7 separate regions of the Mus musculus genome follow, and regions 2, 3, 4, 5, 6 and 7 are each linked to region 1. The links are chromatin contacts, called in public Hi-C, HiCAR-type, HiChIP or PLAC-seq and promoter capture Hi-C maps. All regions are on one chromosome and are shown on one strand. Each heading gives the region's core, a stretch centred on a gene start, on an enhancer-like site or on the middle of the called end of the contact. The rest is flanking DNA. Distances are from core to core; before and after follow the strand shown. Region 1 holds the start of Dnajc25 (DnaJ heat shock protein family (Hsp40) member C25). Region 2 has its middle 10 kb from the start of Slc46a2. Region 3 overlaps Snx30 (sorting nexin family member 30). Region 4 holds the start of Svep1 (sushi, von Willebrand factor type A, EGF and pentraxin domain containing 1). Region 5 holds the start of Inip (INTS3 and NABP interacting protein). Region 6 overlaps E130308A19Rik (RIKEN cDNA E130308A19 gene). Region 7 overlaps Musk (muscle, skeletal, receptor tyrosine kinase).

Region 1 (3,382 bases), core at 537-3,036:
TCACCGTCTGGTTACACTTTGAAAAATTTTAATTCTGAGACATCCTGCAGTGGTCCGAATTAGCTGTCTTAGTCGCTGTTCTATTGCTGTGAATAGACACCATGACCAAGACAGCTCTTATAAATGAAGGCATTGAGTCTTGCTTAGAGTTTCACAGGTTTAGTTCTCTCTCTCTCTCTCTCTCTCTCTCTCTCTCTCTCTCTCCCCCCCCCGTGTGTGTGTGTGTGTGTGTGTGTGTGTATGTGTGTGTGTGTGTGTGTGTGTGTGTGTGTGTGTGTGTATGAGAGAGAGAGAGTGGGGGTGAGGGGGAGCAGATGTGGGCTTTTGAAAAACTCAAAAGCCTACCTCCAACAAGACCATCTCTCTCAAGTCTTACCAAGAATCCCCTCACTCCCTGGCTACTAAGCATTCAAGTATCGGAGCCTGTGGCAACCATTCTTATTCAAACCACCACAGTGTGAGTACTCGTCAAACCTGCAAATGTGACTATTAATAGAAACTCCCCGTCTTGAAAGAGGTATTGGTATTTTGGCTCACTTTGAATTTATTTGAAATGAAATAATTGAGGTTTATAGAGGCTAAAGTCCATGTTGATACTAGAAAAATTTAATTGTATTCTTCCTGAATATCTAACATTGTCTATCAAATCTTCACTTGGTGTACAGACCAATCCCAATGGATAGATCCCTATCTATTAGTTGTTAGCCAGTTGCCATCATAGACCTGGGAAACTATAAAGTCAGTCATGTGGGATATACTGGTCATTCATTATCAACCCGACTGGATTTAGAATCACCATGGAAACACATCTCTGAGTGTGTGTGAGGCTGTTTTCCAGAAGGGTGTAACTGAGGTAAGAACAACATGGACACATCACCATCATACATAGTGAGGCATTGGATCAAATAAAAAGGAGAAAATAAATTTGGCACCCTTTTCATTCCTTTATTCTAATTTCAGATAATGTGTAACTAGCAACTTTGTTGCCAGGCCTTCTGGACTGTGGGGGCCGTATTCCCTAGAACCCTAAACCCAAATAAATCCTTCATCTTTGATGTTGCTGCTTGCAGGTATTTGGTCACAGCAACAAATAAATTACACATTTAAAAACTGTGGTTTATCTGAAATTTAAACTTAATGGAGCACGTCCTCTCCCCACTCCACCTCCTGATTTCCCTGGAGGCATTTGCAAGATCTTAAGCTGTATTTTGATTGTCACAATTAGGGATAATGGTGTTACAGGCACTTTTGTGGACCGTATGGGGGTACTACTAAACGTTTTACATCCTCCGGGCAAATAATTGTTTGCTCTAAAATATAAATAAGCAGAGAAACAGAGAACAAAAAGGCCACGGTCTTTCAGGGCTCCTGGGAGAGAGACAGTGCAATTGTCTAAGTTCATCTTCAGTTTGGGTTAGAGGGGGGGCAATGTCCAGGCCTGGAGACAGGATGCCAGTGCCCAGAGTTCCTACGGCAGCGGATGAAGTAGCGAGGTCGAGAAGGTGGCGTGTGGCTAGTCCTGCGTGTGGACTGTGCCGCACTAGGCGGCTAGGAGCGCTTCAGACAGACAGACACCTACCCCTGCCTCAGAAAAGACCGCTGAGCTACTAAGACTACCAGGCTCCACAACACACAGAAGCCGCCCGAGGCTAAGGCGTCCTTCTCTCCTAGCAACGCGCGGGGACGGAAGTGGCTGCGGCGCCACGCCCCCTGCGCCTGCGCACAGGCGCGGCCTGCTGACGTGGACCGGGCTGCGGGGCCGAGCCCGGCGCCGAGGAGAGCAGCCGCGGCCGCTGTGCTGGCAGAGCGGCGAGCGAGGCGGGGATGGCGGCGCGGCTCGCTTTGCGCGGGGGACCCGGGGCTGCCGGCCAGCGCCCATGGCTGCTGCTGGCGCCGCTGCTGCTGGTCCCGCTGCTGGCGCGGCCCGCCGAGGCCCTGGTGGAAGGGCTGTACTGCGGCACGCGCGACTGCTACGAGGTGCTGGGCGTGAGCCGCTCGGCCAGCAAGGCGGAGATCGCGCGGGCCTACCGTCAGCTGGCCCGGCGCTACCACCCAGATCGCTACCGGCCCGAGCCCGGGGACGGCCCCGGGGGCGCGCCGCCGAGCGCCGAGGCTTTCCTGCTAGTGGCGACCGCCTACGAGACGCTCAAGGTGAGGCTCGCGGGCGCTGATGGGTGGCTGGGGATTTGGGTCTCCTAGCCGGGTGATCAGGTCCTCTACGACCCCAGCACACTGCTGCCGCCTGGACTTTTAGGAGGTCCACGTTTCCCACGTGGCCGTGGAATGAGCCACCTTGGCCCGCTAGCCAGCATGGCCACCTCCTCGAGGACAGTTTTGGAGGACAGCCAGTTCTGTTTTTGGACAGTTGTTATGCAAAGCTTTGCACTTATTTTATTTTTGGTGTAAAAAGCATTCTGGTTACTTGAGGTGCATGCTCGGAAAGCAGGGTGATTGTCAGTGCTAGGATCTGAGATAGGACATAGAACAGAAAAGTCTGAAATACTGAGTATTAACAACTGATCATGCCAATTTGATAGGACAGAAGTTTGGCCTCTGGGATAATGTCAATAATGACATTTATCTAGAAGCGCGCGCACACACACACACACACACACACACACAAACAGCGAACTATCAGTCCGAAAACTGGACTGTGACTTTTGGCTCTGACAACTCCTGAGTGACCTTGGATAGTTGTTTCTGACTTGGGGCAGAAGATTGAGAATTCCTAGTAGGAAAATAATTTTTGGACGTGTGTAGTGATCTGACAAAGGCTTTATTGCCTGCTGTGCATGTAGGAGGATTTAGCTTGACCCCCTTTTCTTTGATTACTGCAGTATATGTAAAAAAAAAAATCACCTGTTATGTCATGCTTGAGGGAGGTATTTCTGTTTCAAGAGCCCCATCGGAAGACTGCAGCGTCAGTCATAGCCGTGTTTCCATCATAGCTGTGTCTCTTTCCTAGGTTTTTGTTGTTGTTGTTGTTTTGTTTTCCAGCCTTCTTGTAATGACTACTTTGGATAGCTGTATTACCATTAATGGTGGATTAGTCCTCCAGATTAGCTTTACAGAGTTGGCAATTCGGAGTCAAATTCCCTTTCTTTCAGGCTTAGAGCAGTTTGATGTTTGGAGCTATTAAGACTGTACTTCACTGACTAAATTCTCACCAGCTAGTGAGAGTACAGTTTTTGTTGGCACTCAGTTGAGGTATGGGCGAGCAGTTAGAAAGAAATTTGAAGGCTTAGTCCCCATTATTAGAGGAATGAGTGATTGAGAGAACAGGCTTCAAAAAAACCAGAAAGAACTTGCTCCCCCTGGAACCACTCAGCACATGAACCCCAAACTGTTTGCTGAGGAACGTGTGGTTCTATGCTGCCCGACC
Region 2 (3,382 bases), core at 266-2,765, 920 kb after region 1:
TCCTCCTCCTCCTCCTCCTCCTCCTCCTCCTCCTCCTCCTCCTTCTTCTTCTTCTTCTCTCTCTCTCTCTCTCTCTCTCTCTTTCTTAATACACTCATTCAACCTCTTGGGATGATGATGATCAAATTGTACCTTTCATTTAATATTATATAGAAGAATAACCTAAAGTTTTGTTTGCTTGTAGGGCTGGAGAAATGGCTCAGAGGGTAAGAGTGCTTTCTGAACAAGCAAGTTCAGCTCTCAGCTCCCAGGTGGAAAGCCAGATACAACTGCCTGCAGCCCCAGCACTGTGGGACATGGAGACAGGATCAGTGCTGGAAAGAAGTCAGAGAGTGATAGAGGAAGACACCCAGTGTCTTCTCCTGTCCTCCTCACGCATGCAGGAGAGTGTGCCTCACACACACACACACACACACACACACACACACACACACACACAGACACACAGTCACACAGACAGAGACACACATAGACACACACAGACACACAGACAGAGACACACATACACACACACACAGACACACACATATTGTTTTTACTCATAAAGTACCTGATGTAGTTCACAATTGTGCCTACATTTGCATGTTTGTTTTATCCAAAATAATTGTTCTTCAGAGACATCTCATGCAAATAGGAACCCTGGATGATTCTCTAGCACCTAGGGTCTGTGTGGCACGTGGCAGGAAATCAATAAGTGCTTGCAAAGTGGCGAGTGGGTGACTTCCAGCTGAGGTTTTCAAAGCCCTTTGTGCGTTTGTGTTCAGCTCTTCCCGATTTAGCTTGCAGCAGTGAGAGAACTTGTCCAGGGCACAGAGTTAAAGAGCCCAACAGTGACTGCTGCTGGGGGCTGGAGGAGGCAGGAGGTGAAGGACATGAAGTGTGCCTGACCAGTTTCACTTCAGCTCAAGATGCGTGAAGCTGGGGGTCTGTGTTTTGATGTACCCAAGCCAAAACATCATGCATTTCACTGTAAAAGCTTGTGAGCTGGTCAGATCACGTGTTCATGTTAAGTGTTCTTATCCCAAGAAGAGAAGGGGGAATCAGGAGGAAGAGAGGGAGGACGAGAATTAAAATGTTTACATACCTCTCTTGCTATTCTCAGTGTTATGAAATCCATTCTCTGCCTTAAATAAATGCCCCTTTAACTTGTTAGGCATTTATGGTTCTTTGGTTTTTGTTTTTGTTTTAAATTTAATCCCTTAAAAAACTATTTAGTGTATGTGTGTATACATATGTGTGTATACACACGTATGTGCAATAATGCAAGTACGGAGGTCTTCCCTTCCACCATGTGGGTCCCAGGGAGCGAACTCAGGTCACCAGATTTTGCAGCAAGACCCTTTACCCGCTGAGCCATCTCTTTGGTCCTTTTGTTTCTCTAAAATGCTGTAGCTATTTGGGGTTCACGCCCGACTTCCTTTAGCATCCTAAACCACTTTTCACCCAAGCGGAGAGGGCACCATGCTTCTTTTCCTTTCCGTCAACAGGATGTACAGCTGTGGCTGAGTGCACCTGAGTGCGGCTGAAGGACTCAGGTGCTTGGTAGCTTAGTACTCAGTACCTGGGCAACCTTAAGAACCCTCCTACTGAGCTAGAGAAAGTACCCAAGAGCTGAAGGAGTCTGCAACCGTATAGGTGGAACAACATTATGAACTAATCAGTACCCTCAGAGCTCGTGTCTCTAACTGCATATGTAGCAGAAGATGGCCTAGTCAGCCATCATTGGGAAGAGAGGATCCTTAGTCTAGCAAACTTTATATGCCCCAGTACAGGGGAAAGCCAGGGCTAAGAAGTGGGAGTGAGTGGGTAGGGGAGCAGGGCAGGGGGTGGGAGGGAGGTATAGGGGACTTTTGGGATAGCATTTGAAATGTAAATGAAGAAAATATCCAATAAAAAAAAGAAAAAAAACTCTCCTACTGTGTTTTTCTTATCTGCAAAATAAGGCTAATATTAAGATTCATACTGAAAGCTGTCAGGATACGATGATTACTGCACGACATGTTTCAAACAGACCAGCCAAGGTCTGGGTTCTGTTATTAGTAGCCCAATGTACTTTTTAGCTGTCCAGCTGTAGGTTGAATCCTTCTTGGTCTGTTTTCATACTATAGTCACAGCATTGGAATAGCAACTCGATACTCCATACTCATCTTAAACTCTAGAATCTACATTGCCAGCTGGGATTGCTCTGAGAAGGCCCGAGGAAGAGGATGACTCTTCAGGGTGTTTGTGGACCTGCTTAAAGACTAATGGATTTTAAACAGGAAGAAGGGATTCATGAATGGCAGGATGGTGATTCAAGCTAACTCGAAAGACTCCTATTGGATCGGCTTGGACTTGTTCTTTGTGGTCCCAGAAGAAAGAGCTAGGGCCATGGCTGTGCACTTTGGTTTGGTCTCAGCAAAGAGCTTCTAACAGAGATTTCCAAGCCCAGCTGAGTGCTGCCGCCAGCTACACTCTCCTGAGCAGTGATACAGTAAGCCCCCGACTTGTTTCCTGCATTTTGTGTGTGTGTGTGTGTGTTTGTGTGTGTGTGTGTGTGTGTGTGTGTGTGTGTGTGTGTGTGTGTGGTGGTGGTGATGGTGGTGATGTGCACACATGAGAATGTGCACACATGAGAATAGAATAAGAAGTCAGGAGTCCCTCTCTGTCACAATTCCCTACTTCCTTGAGACAAGGCCTCTCATTGAACTGGAAGCTCGTCCTTTGGCTAGACAGGCAGGCCAGTGTTAGCCCTTGTGATCTGTCTCTCCCACCCCACACCAGAGATGGGATTGTGGGCACATGCAGCCATGCCAACTATTTATATGCATTCTGGGGATTGGAACTCCGGCCCACTTACTTGCAAAGCAAGCACTCTTTCTTATTCATCAGCCCATCTCCCTGACCCCTCAGACTTTCTCTTCCACATGGAACATACAGTCTCTGACACATCCACATAGTGAGTGTCCTTCTCAATACGTTAAGCCACACTGCAGCCCAAGTCATTTTGTCAAAGCATAGGTAAGATCCTGTTATTTCCCTGGGTATGCCCCTTTGATGACTGGCAGCTATCCTTGGATTAAGGTCCAAATTCGTATTCTACCCAACAAGGCTTTCCTGACCTGAGGCTCCCTGTTTCTCCAGCCTCAACTCATCCGACACTTCCTTCCAGCGATCCAGCAACTGTTCTCTGCTGTTTAGTACTCCAGATGCCTTCAGAACCCCAGAACACATTTTCATCTTTGTTATGACACTCCATTTCCACTGTCCCTGTGAGTGCACCCTTTCCCCCAGGAGATAACTTTCCTGTTCTCTATGTGATGCTGTCCCAGTGGCATTTCTCATTTCTCATGCTAATATGCAAATATCAATGATATTTGTATGGGTTCTTTCTTGTTCTTTT
Region 3 (3,382 bases), core at 359-2,858, 840 kb after region 1:
GAATATGTTCTGAGGAACATGTTTCTAGAAGATTTCCTCATTGTGTGAACACGGTGTGGACTTCCAAACCTAAGTGGTGGTGGAGCTTGCTGTACCCTTTGACTGTGTGGAATACAGCAGAGTATAGGCTGCCCAGTGAGTGGTACGACATGTTACGGTGTTGAATTCTGTAGGCAGTTGTAACACAGAGAAATTTGTGCAGTTGAATAATTTATACACTAGCAAAAGGACAGTGAAAACATGATGCTAATGAGACAAAATAGCAACAGGCTATATACAGCACAATTTTTGTGGAACGGCGGGGCTTCTGTTCCCTAGAGTAATGCAGCCCTGTGCACGAGCTCTGCACTTAGGCTGCAACACATGGATGCAGTTTTAAATTTGATGACAGCTCATCTTACTGTAATAAACTTAAAAAAAACTTTTTGATGTCAAAAAATTCCAAACCCCATAGCTTAGAACACAAACCTCCCTTTTTTCTTTTTCTTGCTGTTTCTTGCTTTGACAAGTCCCAGGGATTAAGCCCAGAGCCTCATGCATTCAGAGATCCTGTTTCTTCTCTTATTCCTTAATGTTCAAAAAGTAATTCTTATTAGTTTACTTTGTGTGTGTGGTGGTCAGAGGATAACTGGTAGGAGTCCAGGGGATTGAACTCGGGTTGTCAGGCTTGGCAGCAAGCACCTCCACCTGCTGAGCCATCTTGCAAGCCCATTCTTAATTTTTTCCTGTGACCAGACTCTTGGTGCAGTTTTCATTTCTTCTTCAGTGACTCAGTTAACCGTGGACATAAAGAGGAACCACCCTTCTCTGGACTGAGCCACATTGGCTGGGATCTGGAGCAGCCATGGACCAAGCAAATGGCTCTGCAGAGACATCCACGTGGACTTGGGGGTTGAAAATTCGTATTACAAAGGAATATAGGACGCTTCTAGCACAGGTGTCCAGGGCACCACGCCTCGAGGAATTCCTAAGATGTGGATTGGAATCTGGGTACTATTGCTGAGCCAACGCCTCAGAGCTGACACTGTTGGAGACAAAGGAATGATATGAACACTGACTGACCATAGGAAGCATGGCCCTCTGGGATAGGGTTACAGGCTTCCTTCCAGTTCAGCCTTGTGTTAATTTTCAGTTTTGGTTGTGGGTTTGAAGGCCTCCCACTGCCACAGCTGGAGGGTGAGTTTGTCACAAACCCTGAGCACGAGAGAGCTCTGCCAGAAGGTGGTTTGAGTAGTGTCCAGAGGAAGGAGGGCGTGCTTCCGTTCCCTTCTTAGATCAGAAAGGCAGTTTCAACTCGGTGGCCCTTTCTTTTCCCACAGACGGTTTTAAGATCGACCACAGAAATTATATCTCTCCCAAGGAGGGACATACGTGTCAAATGGCACAATTTGGCACATAAATTTTGTCCCTGAGAGGCTCACAAATTCCAGAGTCTGTGTCTGATAAAAAGGACACTTTCAGTCTTCCTGAAAATGTGGGGGGATTTAAAGCACATTTAGAGATGAGAGCGGGGAAGGCTGTTGTCATCGTAACATCTGATACTTGCCATTGGTCTGTGAGTCTGTCCTGTCCTGTTCCTTGCCTGAGTGGCTTTTGCCCTCAAGAGAGTTTGGTCTGGGGTAATGATTTACCCATATTTGATCACATAGAACAGACTAGTATTTTGTTTCTTCTACACTCTGGTTCTGACAACCAAGAAAGTTCTTTACTAACGTTTTTGACACATCTGAATTGTCTTATTTTGTGAGATGAATGAGTGGTGGTTACAAGGATGGTTTGGGAACTGGAGAGACGGCTCAGTGGTTAAGAGCACTTGCTGCTCTTGCAGATGACTACGCTGTATTGCCAGCACCCGCATGGCTGCTCCCTGTAGCTCTATTTCTAGGGGATTTAATGCCTTCTTCTGGCCCCCAACCCCGGTAGGTTACCAATGACAGACCAAAGTAATGATTCTGTCTAACTAGCTTAGTGGACGAGTGGGTTTATTTGGGCTTACTAAATAGGATGCAGGTGACCCCACACAGCTATTGTGATGGTTTGAATATGTTTGGCCATGGGAAGTGGCACTATTAGGAGGTATGGCCTTGTTGGAGGAAGTGAGTTACTGTGGGGGTGGGCTTTGAGGTCCTATGCTCAAGTTCTGCCCAGTGCAGAAGAGAGCCCCATCATGGCTGCCTGCTGAAGAATCTCCTGTCTGCCCTTGGATCAAGATCTAGAACTCTTGAGTTCCTTCTCCAGAACAAAGTCTGCCTGCAGGATGCCATGCTTCCTGCCATGATGGCAATGGACTGAACCTCTGAAACTGTAAGCCAGCTCCAATTAAATGTTTGCCTTTATAAGAGTTGCATTGGTCATGGTGTCTCTTCACAGAAATAAACCCTAAGACAGGTATGTATCACTAAAGTCTCATCCCTGCCTGGGTGAGACTTCCCTTCACTCCTTCTCCTTAGCTGTATAGATGGAGCATGCCTTTATTTATCTTCTCTGTTCTATCTGACAGGTATGTCCCACATGTATCCCACGGGCTGCATATGCCCCAGGAGAGCTGTGAGTGGGGCCCAGTACAAATCGGAACTTACTTTATGTATGACGTCTTGTAACTTGATTGATGCTTCTTGAGCATGAACTGTGTGTGTGACAACTTTGTGTTGCAATATCAGAAGATGGGACACTTGCCTGAGCTGCTCCTAGGTCATAACACAGGTAGAGACAGAAATTAAATATGGCCAGGAGGAAGGGGTGCTGGAGGGAGTGGCCCTAATCTCAGGTGAGGGTCTGATGATCCTCTGCTCCCTGGGACGCATCAGTAGACTCATCGTCTGCTAAGATGCTGATGGCTGTTGTGCTTGAAGGACAAGGTGGTGTGGGACAGCCATGCGTGAGACCTAGACTCTTTAGATGTTGTTGAATGGCCTGTCACTTCAGAGTCTTTTCCTTTTAATGTAGAACAACCAGATTTGATGACGATTGGCAGGTTCTGTGCCCCGTGGCCTTGTGTGATGTGTGTGCAGAAATGCCAGTGGAAGAATGAACATTTTGCTCAATTGTGGTTTTTTGGCTGGCAGGATCCTGAGAGCAGGCTAGAGATGGGCATAAAAGAGAGCTGGTCTTAGGGAGAGTTGTGTTTTTAGTTGTGTTAGGACAGCTTAGTCTGTCTTCTTAGAAAGCTGTGTACTTGACTTTGAAGTCTGCCAAGTAGTATGTGCATGCATTGACCAAACACAATACCCATGAAAAGTGAGCTAAGAAAGAAGGGTTACTTTAGGCTCACTGTGATGGGAAGGCAGGGGCAGGGGCAGGGGTGGCTGGTCACATTGCATCTGTGCTCAGGAGACAGAGAGATGAACACTGCTGCCCAGCTCCCATTCTCCTTTTGATTCAG
Region 4 (3,382 bases), core at 517-3,016, 800 kb before region 1:
CTTGCCTGAAGTCCACTGCCAGCCCACCCCCACCCCGACTTCCGCATGACAGCTCACAACTGCCTGTAACTGCAGTTCCAAGGGGAGCCAATACTGTCATGCCACAGGATACCATGAATTAATGTACATTTGATCATATTCAACAGCTGAAGAATGCAGGCTGCAAAACCGTAGGTTAGCAAGTTTGTTGAAATAACATATGAGTAACATACTGGACAACATTCAACTGTATATCCGCTGGAATTTTAAGGATAAAGAGATTATTCGGATTCCCCATTCTCTTTTGTTTCATTTATTCTACAAACATTGACTTGATGGGTTGCCTTAAATATTTCTCAGTATTCCAAATTATGACCTACTTTGTATTACTTTGTAGTTAGGAAAAAGACTCATTTTTATAAAAGTAATATAAATTACATTACTTCTGTCATATGCTAAGCATTTGTTTAGGAAGACCTGGAACATAAAGTCATGGTGGCCAATGGCTGTCATCCCCGCGCTTGGGAGGTGGAGGCAGGAGGATCATAACTCAGGGACACGCTCTGCTGTGTTGTAAGTCGGAGACCAGTCTTGGAAACACGAGAGAGCCTATCACAAACTAGTAAACAATTAAAGTCTGGAAGCAAAGTTACGAAGTCTATGTCATGAAAAAGAATTAGGACTGTCCTCAGCTCATTACATGTCCCATCTTCACAAATATTTGTTAACCATACCTGTTTCAGCTTGTATAAACAGTTTCCTCACAAACTTAAGTGAGCTTAAAGGTCCCTTCCTACTAGGGTCCCTCAAGGAACCCTTTAAGAAATGTGACACCTCCTTAAGCATTTAAAAACCCATTTCAGTCTGGACCTTCACTAGGGCAGCAGGAGAATGGTCATATTTGTGCTTCTTGGGACGCTGGCTCCCCTTGGACACCTTAAGCCTTGCAGGAGCTGAACCAGGCTAGAGAAGGGGTTGGCAGCGGTGGGCAGGAGGGGCCCCAGGCCGCTGGCCTGGGTGTGTGGGGGTCTTACCGCGGCTTGCTGGAAGGCGCCCTTGGTATAGGTGCCACCACCGCGGTAGGTGATGGCCGGGATCTCGCGGCTGAGTAGCGCGCACTTGTGTTGGTGCGCGCGGCTGGTGGAGATGTAATCCACGCGCGCCACCACGTTGTTCTTGGATGAGAAGGTGACGATGGCCACACGCGTGGCCGTGGACACCACGGGGAAGTCGGACAGCAGCTTGCGCACGAACTTGAGCTCGTTGAGGAAGTTGGTTTGGCCCACGCTGGACGACTCGTCCACCAGGAAGACGAGCTCCAGGCTGCCGCTGAGCTCCCGCAGTCGCCGCACGCGGCTCCGGAACGCGCGGCCCAGGCGCTCCACTTTGCTCCCTGCTGCCTCCTCCTCACTGGACGCGGGAGGTACCGCCAGTCTGCCCAGAGCCCCCGGAGAGGCCTCGGGGAACAGGCGGAAGCTGAAGTTGAGCGAAGGGGCCACGGGCTGGAAGTTGGTCCAGCCTGACACCAGTGCCAGAGCCCAGCAACAAAAGGCCAGGCGCGACCACATCCCGCTGGGGACCGAGCGGTGGCCCCGGGGAGTGCAAGGCGACAGTCCCCGAGCGCGCAGAGAGGCGCCAAGGTTCCCGGACTAAGCGGAGGGGACCCGGGGTAGCAACCGCGAACCTCAGCGTCCTTGCATGTGACACTGGGGACACGATCCAGACTCCTCTGGCAGCTCGGGGACTCGGGAGGGACTGGAGGGATGTGCTCCTCTGACTCTCGGCTATTTGGTTTCTCTCCTCCTCCTTCTCTCTCCCGAAGCCTATAAAATGTTTGAAGGAAGGGGGCAGTGAAGTCAGAGTCGCTTCCCTCCTTCTCTGTCTGTCCTCTCCTTCCTTTTCCCACTCCTCTCCCTATCTCTCCTCTATCTCTCTCCTCCCCCCTCTCTCTTGCCTGGGATCCAGCTAAAGACTCTTGGAGATTCCATGACACCAGAACCCCTCGCCTGTCATGCTGTCAACATTCCCTCACAAGCTCACTGATTGATCCCATATGTCTGGCAAGGAGCTGCGGAGGAATGCGCTGGAGATGGATGTGGATACCGAGAGTGCCACAGTAATTGGAAACACTGGAGAAGAAAACACACACGCGGGGCTGGCAGAGTTGAAAGCATGCTTTGAAAACTGCTTGCTCACCTTTTGGGGTTCATTCCACTCTTGGGGGGTGGGGTGGGGTGGGGATGCGTGTCTAAGCCTCCCAAAGTGGATATTTGCATAACTTTCCTGAAGGGTCTGTCTGGTGAGTGGTGCAGAATCCTGAGAACCTGTTCAGATCTCAGGCTGTTGAAGTGGGTGGGGCCCACCCGTGCGCATCACATACGCAGAGTTATCGTTCACCTTTCCCGCGGTTAATCATTCCTGTATTGTTCATTCTTTCCTCCACGTAGCAGCTTGCGATGCTCTATAGGTAACACGAGCAGGGGAAAACTGACATGGACCTGTCCTCTAGGAACCTGTAGCAGGTAAAAGTGATGTCACCATCAACTTGATATTCATACGTGAAACGAATATGTATGATTACACATGTTTATGTGTATCACATATGTATATATATATATGTATATATGTGTGTATGTATATATACATATATATATGTATACACACACACAAAATTACAACTGACCTTGCTTAAACAGAAGTTTGTCTTGCTTTCAAAGGCAAACTTGACTTTAGCCAAGGCCAGGCAAGCCTTCTATGAGGACAGAAGTTTATGCTAAATTTTGAACTATAAGTAGACACCCTGTGATATTAACACCCTCCTCTTTTTATTTGATGCAACAGATTAGATCGTCCTGGCATATATACCCTTTGGAATACCAGCTGCTACTTGGAGTGATTTTTCCAATTAAGACCTCAAAGCTGTGCACGCTGAAGCACATACTTATTACATGAAAGGCAGAGCCCTTGCCTAAAAGATTCCAGCTAGGAATCAGGAACTCTGCGTAGTTATGTAAACCCCCATCACCTCTGGGCTTTGGTCCAGTGTCTACTTTTATTTTGCCTTGGAATCAAATGACCCCAGAGTTCCGCTGCTCTCCAGCAGTGAGTGGTTTAACTCCAACTCTATTTAATCAACTACCTTCAACATGAGAGGTGTCAGAGCGTGCAGGCCCAAGTGGCAGGGCTCTTGGATCAATTTCCCTGAAATGAAACCCTGGCTGTGCTATTTATTGGCTGTGTCAGTTTGCTCATTTGGAAAATGGAGGAATAATAACATATCAAGGATTAAATCATTAAATAGTAAAACTCTTAGGGATGTGTTCAGAACACAGCATGTGCTCAATAAACGCTGGCCAGTCACATCACTTCCTTTATTCATAATGCTTTCCAAGTCCCATTTCCA
Region 5 (3,382 bases), core at 314-2,813, 780 kb after region 1:
GTCAATTATATTCAGTGGCCACTGATCAGGACTTTACAATCATCTGTAAAAAAATTTTTGTGCACACATAAAATGCACTGGCCTTAAATTACAGACTCAAAAAAGAACAGCTAGGCTGAGTTTGGTTTCTTAGTCTCTTAAGAAAGATACACGTAAAAAACACAGACTTAAATCAGAAATTTAGCTCTGCAAATTCCTCATGCACTTCATTAAATGAACATTTTTTTTTTCTAGGACTTAAGTTGTTAATACCAACATTTAGCATAACTTTTAATTTACATCATCAAGATGTATTTACCAAATATATCAACCTTTTGTAAAGTATCCACATAATCAGTGCTAGGAAGAAAAATAAAATTCTATAAAAAGCACTCTCCGTTCATTTAAAAAACAAATTCCAGCATTTGCTGTGCTGGTGAAAGAAAGAAGGAAAGAAAGAACCAACCAACCTAACAAGTATCTACTCTGCGCCATATATTGTGTAAGATGTGTCCCCAAAAATGTTTTTTAATGAGCATTTTTATGTACGTGGAGGCCAACAGTCACAAAACTAGTAAGGAAACCTGGACTCCTGGTTCCTTTGTGTGTGTGGTGCATGTGTGAGCAGGGCAGGAAAAGGCATCAGATGCCTTGTGCTATCACTCTCTACCTTCTTCCCTTGAAAACAGGGTCTCTCACTGAGCCCGGAGCTAGGCTGCCACCCTCACCGATCCTCCGTCTCTGCCTTCCCTCAGCTCTGGGGTGCAGGTGTCTGTCTTCGGCCATGGATGCCGGGAGATTCCAACACAGACCCTAATGCTTGGGCAAGTGCTCTTACCGGCTGAGCCACCTCTCCAACCCCAAGCCTGCTCATCTCTAAGTTTAGAAATAAAAGTTTTGCATTTGGCCACGCCGGAATCACAAGACAAACTCCTCGACCCTTGAGTTTCATTCAAGTAATCACACGGGATTGGGGATGGAGGGGGCGGGGGAAGGAAAACTAATTTAACAAATGTGCTCTTTAAAAACGTGACCGCGCATAGCGGTAATTCCAGCCCTCTGGAAGATGAGGCAGAAGAACCCCGAGTACCCGGCCAACCAGGGCTACACAGCCCGACCCTGACTCAAAACAAAACAAGGCGCGAACGGGATTGCGGAAGTAGAGAACTATTGTTGAGCGAAGACACGAGCTCTAAGCAGATGCCGGGTGGAAAGGACTCGCGTCTCCCACGGCTGGGGCTGGAGCACGGCATGGGCGAAGCCGAGCTCGTACCGAAGGCTATCAAGGCCACCCTGAGAAAGGGTCAGGGTGACCCAGGAGTCCCCGCCCGCGCGCGGGGTGGGCGAAACCCAACGGGAAGTGAGAAACCCTCGCACACTATGCCGCGCGAGGCCGCTGCCCCGTGGCCAGCGTTCGGGCCACCCTTCTCTTGGCGTCACCAGTCCTTTTTACTTACCCGGAATGCGAGGAGCCTGGAGAAAGCTCGCTGTCCGGTCGCAGCCGTGCAGGGGGGCGCGCCCACGCAGAACCCGGCGAGAGTGCAGCAATGCACCGCGCTACAACCTTCCCGCCGGCACCAACTTCCGCCTCCTGACTGACGGGCCCCCTGGAAGCGGAAGTCCCGCCTATCGACTGGACGCAACGGACGCTACCCCAAGTGATTCGTAGTTTAAGCGTTTCTTCGGCCGGAAAGGGTTTCCCTTCCGAAGAATGACAGTCGAAGAGGCTCACGGGAGATGCAGGCCGTACAATTGGGGGCGGAGCCAAACGCTGATTGGCAGGAATAGAGCAGGGTCCCTAGCACCTAAATTGATTCTTTTTTTTTCCCCTTCAGGTTTGCAGGAGATTAGCTGTCTGTCTGTCTGTCTGTCTGTCTGTCTGTCTGTCTGTCTGTCAGGATTTATTTAACCCTGATGTTAATCCACTTCAGTAGAGCTTCAGAGGGAGGTTGAGCACACTTTCAGGTTTTAACAACCATCCCAGGAATATTTTTGTTGTTTACCGTCTGAGTCAATAATTATACACAAGGTGAGCACTAAATAGGTACAAGTTTTCACTAGTGTGCATAATCTGAATTTTAAAAATGAAAGTGTCGGCTGAGAGCAGTGAGGCATGCTTTTGATCCCAGCACTCTTGGAGGCAGAGACGGATCTCGGATCTCTCGAAGTTTGAGGCCATCCAGGTCTGCATAGCAAACTCCAGGACAGTCAGGATTACACAGAGAAACCCCCGACTCAAAAGCAAACAAACAAAAGAGTGAACGCCACACCAAGATGCTACTGGAAGTTACCCTATGCTGCATAGCCTCACGCTAAATCCAGACGTTTACCTTAAGACGTAAAAGCGTTTGCCAGGCGGTGGTGGCGTGGGGGGGGGGGGGGGGGGGCAGAGCCAGGCATAGCTCTATGAATTCAAGGCCAACCTTCAAAGCGAGTTCCAGGACAGCCAGGGCTACCCAGAGAAACCCTATTTGCAAACAAACAAACAAATAAACAGAAATGCAAAAGACATAAATATGTTTTAAGGTGTATTTGTTCTGTGATTATCAACCACTCTCCACAACTTGCACCTGTGCTCTTAATTAATATTTGGGATGTTGGAGATGTAGCTAAATTGGTAGAGTCCTTGTCTAGGACACAGGAGGCCCTGAATTTGATACCTCACACCACATAAAATTGGGCATGGTAGTGTATACTTCTTAATCCAGCCTTGGGAATTTAGTGGGAAGAGGATCTTTTGTCCAAGGTATGTAGCTTGAACAAGGAACATAGCAAGTTTAAGGTCAGTATTGACTACTTAAACCTTATTTCTAAAATAATAATTGATGTTTGCTAATGTTTACAATGCACAGTCCAGGACTGAAACAGTAAGTTCAATACCAAAGATTTACTTAGTTCACAGAAAAAAAAAATTGTTGCATGTTTTCCACGTGCTAGGTGCTTGCTCTACATTAGTTTATGCCTTCCTGTGATTTGTATATGGGAAGCAGAGGTGTTACTACATTGTATCCAGCAATGAGCTGAGCTAAAACCCCAAAACTCTACCAAATTCTTAACTTCTGAATATTGTCTTTGCCCTAGAATAGCAGTTTTCAACTTGTGTACAGGGATAACATATAAGGTATCCTTCATATCAGATATTTACACTATGATTCATAACAGAAGCAAAATTACAGTTATGAAACAGCAGAGAAAATAATCTTATGTCTGGAGTCACCACAACGTGAGGAACTGCATTAAAGGGTCAAAGTATTAGGGATTCCTCTGGAACCAGCTCATTGTGATTCCCCACCCCACCCCACCCCCGTTGAGACAGGGTTTTGATACACAGAGGCTGTCCTTGAACTCACTTTGTAGCCCAGGCTGCAGATGGGAAAACTCCTGTCTCAACTTCCTGAATGCT
Region 6 (3,382 bases), core at 305-2,804, 720 kb after region 1:
GGGACTGCTGAGCAGGTACAACCCTGAGGGTCTGCTCAACCTCGTCTGGCTCAACAACACGAAAGCGTTTGGCCACTGCACAGGCTTCCATGGATCCACCTTGAAATGGGGCGATATCCGGCTCCGTGTCACAGAAACCGGGCTTGAGTATTTGGAGTGGATAGGTCAGGACACTGGTGATTTGAATGCCAAAACCAAGAGAGGAGGAACGGACTCGCGAGTTTATGCCACCCAGCATGCCCCGCAGACCTGCCCGGTGCAGGATTATAAGGAGTATGCCCAGCGGAGGCCTCCTGCTATGCGCTATGAGGATGCCCCCTTCTACTTGTCCATCAAGCCAGTTGTGAACTTGGCAGCTCTTCACTGGTACAATTGCCAGGCCCTTGGCAAGAACAAGCTAGCCAAGATGGTGAAGACCATGTGTGAGAAGGGCAACATCCCCGGCAGGAAGACCAACTTCAGTGTCTACCAGAGCTGTAGCACCTTGTCTGAGGCCCAGAGCAATCAGCTGGTGCTCATCTGCAACAACCTGAGCCAGCAGGCTGCCCAGTCCGTGGCTGGCCACTCCAGCAGTGGCAATTTCATTGTCTCCTCCTATGACTCTTCCTCGGACACGGCCTGACCAGGTGGCTCGTCCAAGACCTCACTTTGGTTTCTGTGTCCCAGGAAACCATCATGTGTACTGCATTGCGTCCCTTCCACCTGCCCTCACTGCTAACTTTATAAAATGCAAATCTCTATTTTTCTTTTTACAGAAAGCCAATGGCAATAGTTTAGTATTACTAACACAGTATTTATAGGCTTGAGACAAACAAGTGTGCTTCTGGGTGATGACATATAATCACTGTTACAGACTGGCAAAAACCATAGCGGTTCTCAGGCAACTGTAGAGAAAGAATTCCGTTTAAAAAAAGAAAAAAACAAATCAGAAAGGAAACCAAGAGTCATTCAAGACACTGTGTCCTCAGCTCCTCCTCCTGCCTCACCTCCCACTTTTAGTCTCCTTCATAGATGGATTTATTTTTTTAATTTTTAAAGATTACATATGAGTCAGGAGACAGTTTTACTGCCTGTGCAGTATTGTTGCGCCAGATCAGAAAGTAGCGTCATAAGCTCAACATGAATCTATTTATTTATTTGCATATATTTTTAGCATAGAGTTTCAGCCGTGCCTCATTTTCACCGGATATGGAGGTCTCAGCATGTACAGGACTTTCCTTTGGGGAGGTGGGCTATAGAAGAGGAATAAAGGTGCCATCCTTTTTTGGAGATGTCTCATTTAAAAACAATATGCAAGCTCTGCTATGGGTTGGGGGGGGGCGGTAATAAAAGACTGTTCCATAGCTCATTTTTACTGTGGTGCTTAGACCTGAATAGAATGTTCTTTGTCCCTAAGTCAGTGGAAATGAATTTGATCATCAGATTTACAAGAAATTTAAAACTACCAAAATCTTCGAGAATATTTGAGTGTTAGATTGTATGTTAAGCATGAGAGAGAAAGTAGAGAATAGAGGCCCCACTGAAAACGTCTGGTGCGTTGGTAGAGCCAGGCTGCAGTATCCTGTTGCTATGTCTAAGCATTAAATTTGACTCTTTTTTCCCTAGGGGTTACTTGACTCTGAGCTTAAGATCAAAGGAAAATTGACACCCATTTTAAGTCACAATATTTTGTTACCAGGCTTAGCAGAATTCAAAGCATTCTTCAGTTTCTTCTCATTAATAGAAATGCATTTAATGCTCTGTAGTTTGAATAATTTTGGTTTAACATTTGTCATGGTTTTTTTTTTTTAGTCTTTTGTTTTTCAAGTCTTGAAGACTAAAACATTAATAAATGATTAGTTAAGACACTTCAAAAATCAAGTACATGTAGATGTGAGAGCTACAGTGAGGCTGAGCTGGGGGCCTCCCCATCCTGTGCAATCAGTAATGTGTAAGAACTGCAACCCATCGTTGGTTTGTTACGTCTGAGCGCCCTTTTGGGGCATGTGTTTCTTCTTCAAATCAACCTTGTAAGTCACAATGGCTTGGAAGGTAGGTGGTATTTTATAATATGACAAAAAGACAAATATTTTTATTTGCTTTATAAGTTGTCACAGAGCCAAGTTTTCCCATGGCTAGGTGGCTCTTTGCATCAATAAGTAATAAGCACACAAGGCCTTCTAGGCTGTGGTCTTCTAGTGCAGAAGTGGCAGGTCTGCATGGGACATCGTTGGGTAGAATATCTCCATGAACTTGTCCTTCTAAGATAAGTGTTGATAAGAAAAGTTGTATATGTTTCTATACAAGTACCTTCTAAATCTTTTGAACAACCTTAAGGAGAAAGTAAGTTATCTTCATTTTAGGATGAAATTTTAAGTTGGTTAGATGAAGAAGGAGTAGTCTGCTTTCTCACTCCCAAGCTTTTTCTATTCGCCATTTTTAGTATGAGCTAGGTATTGATTTGAGCCAGAAATGAGAGTAGTGTCTTTGCAGCGCTGAAGGCTGTCTGTCTGCTTTAAAGGAATGCTGGGCAATGTGTCACGGCTGCACACTGTCCTCTTACCCACCTCCCCATTGCCTCCACTGTTAAACACACAGGGCTTTCTCCCAGTCCCTCTGCAGAACTTCCCACTCTCCTTCTAGAGCTAGTTCGTGAGCTCATGGCAAGCTCCTTATGAGGGAGCTTTTTAAAAGGCCATTCTTATGTGGTAATACCTGTCATTTTTAAGGTTTCTGTAAAACTCTTATCTGAGACATAGTTTGTAATTCCTGATTGTGTTGACCGCAGTGTCTGAGAAGGCCTGTCTCAGCACTGACCTGAGAGAACAGACTAGCAGTACTGAGCCCTGCTGCTGTGTGCTGCGTACTGACAGAGAAGCCTGCCCTGCTTCATCCCAACTACTACATACAGACAATATTACGTCAATAATGTGAACTTTTTATTTATTTATGTTTTGCTGTGAAAACTAACCAGATAGGAACACTGTGATATTTAGATTAAATCAACCTTTTAAAAAGTGGCTTACTAGAAGAAGCCAGTTTAGAACCTCTTTAAACCGTAAGAGTCTGTGGCTACCTCTAAATTCTGTGTTTTTATCTAAACAATACTGAGAACATACCACTGCCGAAAGCCTTTTTTATTATTTGGAATTTTAACTTACAAAAATTATTCTACTTTGTCAGAGGCACATGCCAACATTTATTGTAGTTATTAGGGCTAATGTGGGATGTTTCATACATAATATATGTCAACTATTAAATATTTATTTCATAATCTTAATATCTTAAATGTTCCCTGTTAATTCATTTTCTCTTAAGTTTTTTGTTGTGTTTAGTTCTATTTGATACAGGGTTTCACCACATAGGCCGAAATGGCTTTAAACTCCTAGTCCTCATCCCTCCA
Region 7 (3,382 bases), core at 263-2,762, 660 kb before region 1:
CTGGATCCACAGGCAGCAGGAAGAGAAAGAGACAGCAGTCCTGGCTTGAGCATCTGAAACCTCAAAGCCCACCCTCAGTGACACACTTCCTCCAACAAGGCCACACCTCCTAATAGTGGCAGTCCTTATGAGCCTATGGGGGCTGTTTTCATTCAAACTACCATATCCAGCAAGCTCTCTCTAGTTTATCCACAGAGCGACCCAGGGTCCAAAATAAAAAAGAAAGCAAGCCACAATGTGCCAGTTTTGTACGTAATCTCAGAACACATCACTGGCTAGTCTAGATCAAAGGGTGGAGAATGAGAGAGGGACTGAGGACTCATAGTACAAGGACATGGGCCTAGGGACAGGGAGCTTGTTTCTGTATTTGCAGTTCTCCCCATGCCTGTTGATCATACCAGGCAACCGATGTGGTGTCTTAGGAGAGGGTAATCTAGTTCTACCTTTTATTTTGCCTACACCCACCAGGTTTCTTCAGGTTCCATTCAAGAGAGTGTGAAAGACCGAGTGATTGACTCAAGACTCCAGCTCTTCATCACAAAGCCAGGACTCTACACATGCATAGCTACCAATAAGCACGGAGAAAAGTTCAGTACCGCAAAGGCTGCAGCCACTGTCAGCATAGCAGGTAGGTGCTGCGTGTTTACAGTGCTCCAGAAGAGGGGGCAGCTGGCACTCCATGGCATCTGGAAGGGAGGCAGAGGTAAAACCCCCTTCATCACCCCAGTCCCCTTGAAGCTATTCCCTTGTTCATTTTGACACACATGGGTGATCGAGACATAGATTTTGACTTTGTTGCATTAAAAACAACATCTTAACATTCTTGTTCAAGTGATGGATACCAATTTACAGAACCTTACTTTTCTCTTTCCCTCCCTTTTAATTTCTTTTCTTTCCCTCTCCCCTCCCCTCCCTATCTCTATTCATGTCTTTCCTCCCTCTCTCCTCCTTCTTCTATCTCTCTTCCCTCCCTCTGCCTCTGCCTCCCTCGCTTCCTCTCCCCCTCCCTTTCTTGCTCCCTTCTCCCTTCTTGGTTCTTGATTCCTTCCTTCTATCATTCCACCCTTCTTTTCTTCTTTCCTCTACTCTTTCTTTTAGAACCTCTCCTGTCCCCACCTCTCTGGGTTAAGCAAGCTTCCCAAGGCTCTCAGAAAGTTGGTAGATATTTAACATGGCTGAACCAGTTCCACACAGCTGTTCCTTAAGGGCATTTTTACCATGTTTTTTTTGTTTTGTTTTGTTTTGCTTTGCTTTGCTTTGCTTTGCTTTGTTTGTATTTTACTTCCCTGTGTTATCCAAGTGACAACAGGGTTTGCAGGTATTTTCATGGGAAACAGCTGGCACATGTGTTTCTAGGCTACCTGCATTGTGTTGTGAAGGGTTATTTTTAAAAGTTAAATATCCAAAAGGCTTCTGGGCACATTTGTGGAATTGCTAGAGGTGGAAATAATCTGTGTATCAGGAAATGCCAGGCATGTTAGACTCATAGCAGGCCTTCTGTTCAAGGATCAGTCGAGAGGTGTTTGGCCTGACATGTAAAGCTAGCACGGGGCAGACTCAGGGCCAGCTCCTGGAGTCTGCTGTTTCTTATTACGGCTTATTTCTTTGATCTTCCCCAGTGGGGAACTTTCTAATAGTACTTATGATTCTTAATCTGAAATAGAGACCACAGAGTATGTAAGTAGCAGTAGACAAGGCTAGACCTCAGGAGCATGCCCACAAAGGTGAAAATAGACTCCCTCTACTACCTCCTTGTAGGATCTGTCTTTCTATAGGGTCTTTGGTCATTGTACCAGTTAAAGTATACCACTTCTTTAAGCAATGATGAGCCACAAAGTGATTCAACATACTAAAGATAATTTTAAAAAATGATTACCATTTGTACCATACTTTGCTTTGTATAAAGGACTTTGTATGCAATTGTTAAATGTGCTGAATGTGGCCCAGGAGCCTAGAAAAGACGTGACATCCAGAACACAGTGGCAATGGCAGGTGCTAAGAAAAGAGGTCAGTCTGCCAGGGTAAAATTGAGGTCTGCAAGCGTCCTAGTGTGGCACTGGAGTAGAACCAGTTAGTACACACTAGCGATTGCAATTTATTATAAGGAAAGGGTGAGCACATTACACAGGGATATTTCAGGCATATGCATGGATGTTATTTAGCTTGGCTTGTTCTTCCCCTAGATGGAAGATGAATATTAGTGCTGTCAGTCTTCAGAGGGTCCCATGTGTGCAAGTCCCTGGTTTCTTAGTGATAATCCTTGGCTAGAGGTCAAGATGGTCCTTCCTTCTCCATCGCTTTTCTAGATGGCAAGGAAGAAAGGGATTGATACTTCAATGGTGTCCTCCAATCTCCAATGTTATGTGTTTTTCCCTGCATGTCTGTGGACAGATTGTGTGACTGTCGATGCACAAATGGTGGCTAGAAGTTACTGTTAGGGTCTATCCTCCATTGCACCTCCATACTAGGCATTGAAGCAGGGTTTCTCAATTAAACCCAGATGCACAGATTTGGTTAGGCTTGCTAGCCAGCTTGTTCTGAGGATCCCCTGTCTCTGCCTTCTGAGTTTGGGATGGCAGGTGACCACCACACCCACTGGGCAATTCTTGTGGGTTTCTAGGGATCCAAACTCCCTCCACCCTTATTCGGCAAGTGTTTTAACTGCTGAGCCATCTCCTCAGCCCCAGTAGCATCTTCCGAATGGAAATGAGAGTCTTTCAGCCTAACCTGTGTAACTCAACAGAAGACAGACTAGATTTTATTTTTTAGAATTAAAATTAAGTCTGAGGCATTTCTTGGTGATTTCCAGTGACTTCCCTGGTGGAATGAAATCTTACAGACCTTACACAGTTCTTGACATTTCCCCCATGGTCACTCCAGAGTCTGTCAGTTTCCAGTACTAAATGTGATGGGGATTTTTTTCTAAAGGAATACAGCTTTCCTTAGAACTAGAAGGCTTTGGTCTCTCAGCTAAGCAATTTATGTTGGGGGCAGGATGTGAGTTTGGGGGTCTTTGTCAGCTAACACCATGATCGAGTGTGTGTGTGTGTGTGTGTGTGTGTGTGTGTGTGTGTGTGTGTGTGTGTGTGTTAAATTTCAAAATGGGAAAAATTCAATAGGAAACAGGTGGCAAGTTTAAAGATGATATGTGCAACCAGTATATTGAAATCTAGACTTGACATGCACACAGAGAAAACTGTTACTCTTCTCCAGTCAGTGGGTGCTGAGAAATTATACATTTTTAAATCTTCTTTTCCCTTAGGGAATCAAATTCATTATTAGAGCTTTTAAGCAAATTCCACAACTTGAGTGATGTTTAAGGATTAATTACAGCAACTTAATTAGTTTAAACCTCCAGTCTTATTATCCCCTTATAAATTCT

What was found. Hi-C and Micro-C count contacts between places; a contact is called where the count stands out from the background. HiCAR-type assays count read pairs that join an accessible place to other places. HiChIP or PLAC-seq counts read pairs in DNA pulled down with a chosen protein or histone mark. Capture Hi-C pulls out chosen DNA fragments and counts their contacts.
Region 2: a Hi-C map of B cells shows a contact between it and region 1, with 7 read pairs. The contact joins the enhancer-like site here to the promoter of Dnajc25 in region 1. A contact is called at or near these places in 4 of 39 promoter capture datasets (cranial neural crest, frontonasal cranial neural crest, pre-B cells and 1 more), 1 of 484 Hi-C or Micro-C datasets (B cells), 1 of 115 datasets of contacts at active chromatin or transcription factors (bone marrow-derived macrophages) and 1 of 9 other capture datasets (liver).
Region 3: an H3K27ac HiChIP or PLAC-seq map of microglia shows a contact between it and region 1, with 9 times the contacts expected there. The contact joins the enhancer-like site here to the promoter of Dnajc25 in region 1. A contact is called at or near these places in 4 of 39 promoter capture datasets (hematopoietic stem and progenitor cells, liver, neutrophils and 1 more), 4 of 115 datasets of contacts at active chromatin or transcription factors (embryonic stem cells, fetal liver, large pre-B cells and 1 more) and 1 of 9 other capture datasets (adipose tissue).
Region 4: a contact with region 1 is called in a promoter capture Hi-C map of adipose tissue. The contact joins the promoter of Svep1 here to the promoter of Dnajc25 in region 1. A contact is called at or near these places in 5 of 39 promoter capture datasets (the 3T3-L1 cell line, 3T3-L1-derived adipocytes, cranial neural crest and 2 more), 1 of 115 datasets of contacts at active chromatin or transcription factors (embryonic forebrain) and 1 of 9 other capture datasets (adipose tissue).
Region 5: a HiCAR-type map of astrocytes shows a contact between it and region 1, with 3 times the contacts expected there. The contact joins the promoter of Inip here to the promoter of Dnajc25 in region 1. A contact is called at or near these places in 4 of 39 promoter capture datasets (the C10 cell line, the HPC-7 cell line, HPC-7-derived erythroid cells and 1 more), 3 of 484 Hi-C or Micro-C datasets (CD4 T cells, CD8 T cells and Sertoli cells), 7 of 115 datasets of contacts at active chromatin or transcription factors (the 230-238 cell line, astrocytes, effector CD8 T cells and 4 more) and 3 of 9 other capture datasets (adipose tissue, liver and macrophages).
Region 6: an H3K27ac HiChIP or PLAC-seq map of large pre-B cells shows a contact between it and region 1, with 4 times the contacts expected there. The contact joins the enhancer-like site here to the promoter of Dnajc25 in region 1. A contact is called at or near these places in 2 of 39 promoter capture datasets (the C10 cell line and the HPC-7 cell line) and 2 of 115 datasets of contacts at active chromatin or transcription factors (the 230-238 cell line and large pre-B cells).
Region 7: a contact with region 1 is called in an H3K4me3 HiChIP or PLAC-seq map of embryonic limb bud, with 3 times the contacts expected there. The contact joins the enhancer-like site here to the promoter of Dnajc25 in region 1. A contact is called at or near these places in 6 of 39 promoter capture datasets (the 3T3-L1 cell line, cranial neural crest, frontonasal cranial neural crest and 2 more) and 2 of 115 datasets of contacts at active chromatin or transcription factors (embryonic limb bud and embryonic stem cells).

The regions. Positions count from the first base shown.
Region 1 is chr4:59,001,407-59,004,788 of GRCm38.p6, forward strand. It overlaps Dnajc25 (DnaJ heat shock protein family (Hsp40) member C25), which reads left to right and starts at 1,787. Exons shown (of 4, transcript NM_001033165.3): 1 at 1,787-2,151. The coding sequence starts at 1,825.
Region 2 is chr4:59,923,821-59,927,202 of GRCm38.p6, forward strand. No RefSeq gene overlaps it. Among named protein-coding and RNA genes, the nearest start is that of Slc46a2, 10 kb to the left of the region's middle. Within about 2 kb of position 1,516, at least 17 of the 459 cell types and tissues checked have an H3K27ac peak or open chromatin away from gene starts, as enhancers often do. A contact at or near this core is called in B cells, where this site is marked.
Region 3 is chr4:59,843,848-59,847,229 of GRCm38.p6, forward strand. The region is part of intron 1 of Snx30 (sorting nexin family member 30); the gene reads left to right. Among named protein-coding and RNA genes, the nearest start is that of Snx30, 40 kb to the left of the region's middle. Within about 2 kb of position 1,609, at least 67 of the 459 cell types and tissues checked have an H3K27ac peak or open chromatin away from gene starts, as enhancers often do. A contact at or near this core is called in hematopoietic stem and progenitor cells, liver, microglia and 1 more, where this site is marked.
Region 4 is chr4:58,204,830-58,208,211 of GRCm38.p6, forward strand. Svep1 (sushi, von Willebrand factor type A, EGF and pentraxin domain containing 1) reads right to left here and starts at 1,767. Exons shown (of 48, transcript NM_022814.2): 1 at 1,014-1,767. The coding sequence starts at 1,547.
Region 5 is chr4:59,782,292-59,785,673 of GRCm38.p6, forward strand. It overlaps Inip (INTS3 and NABP interacting protein), which reads right to left and starts at 1,564. Exons shown (of 5, transcript NM_001013577.1): 1 at 1,437-1,564; 2 at 1-43.
Region 6 is chr4:59,720,062-59,723,443 of GRCm38.p6, forward strand. The region is part of intron 2 of E130308A19Rik (RIKEN cDNA E130308A19 gene); the gene reads left to right. Among named protein-coding and RNA genes, the nearest start is that of Inip, 62 kb to the right of the region's middle. Within about 2 kb of position 1,555, at least 8 of the 459 cell types and tissues checked have an H3K27ac peak or open chromatin away from gene starts, as enhancers often do.
Region 7 is chr4:58,343,684-58,347,065 of GRCm38.p6, forward strand. It overlaps Musk (muscle, skeletal, receptor tyrosine kinase), which reads left to right. Exons shown (of 15, transcript NM_001037129.1): 8 at 469-628. Among named protein-coding and RNA genes, the nearest start is that of Musk, 59 kb to the left of the region's middle. Within about 2 kb of position 1,513, at least 2 of the 459 cell types and tissues checked have an H3K27ac peak or open chromatin away from gene starts, as enhancers often do. A contact at or near this core is called in embryonic limb bud, where this site is marked.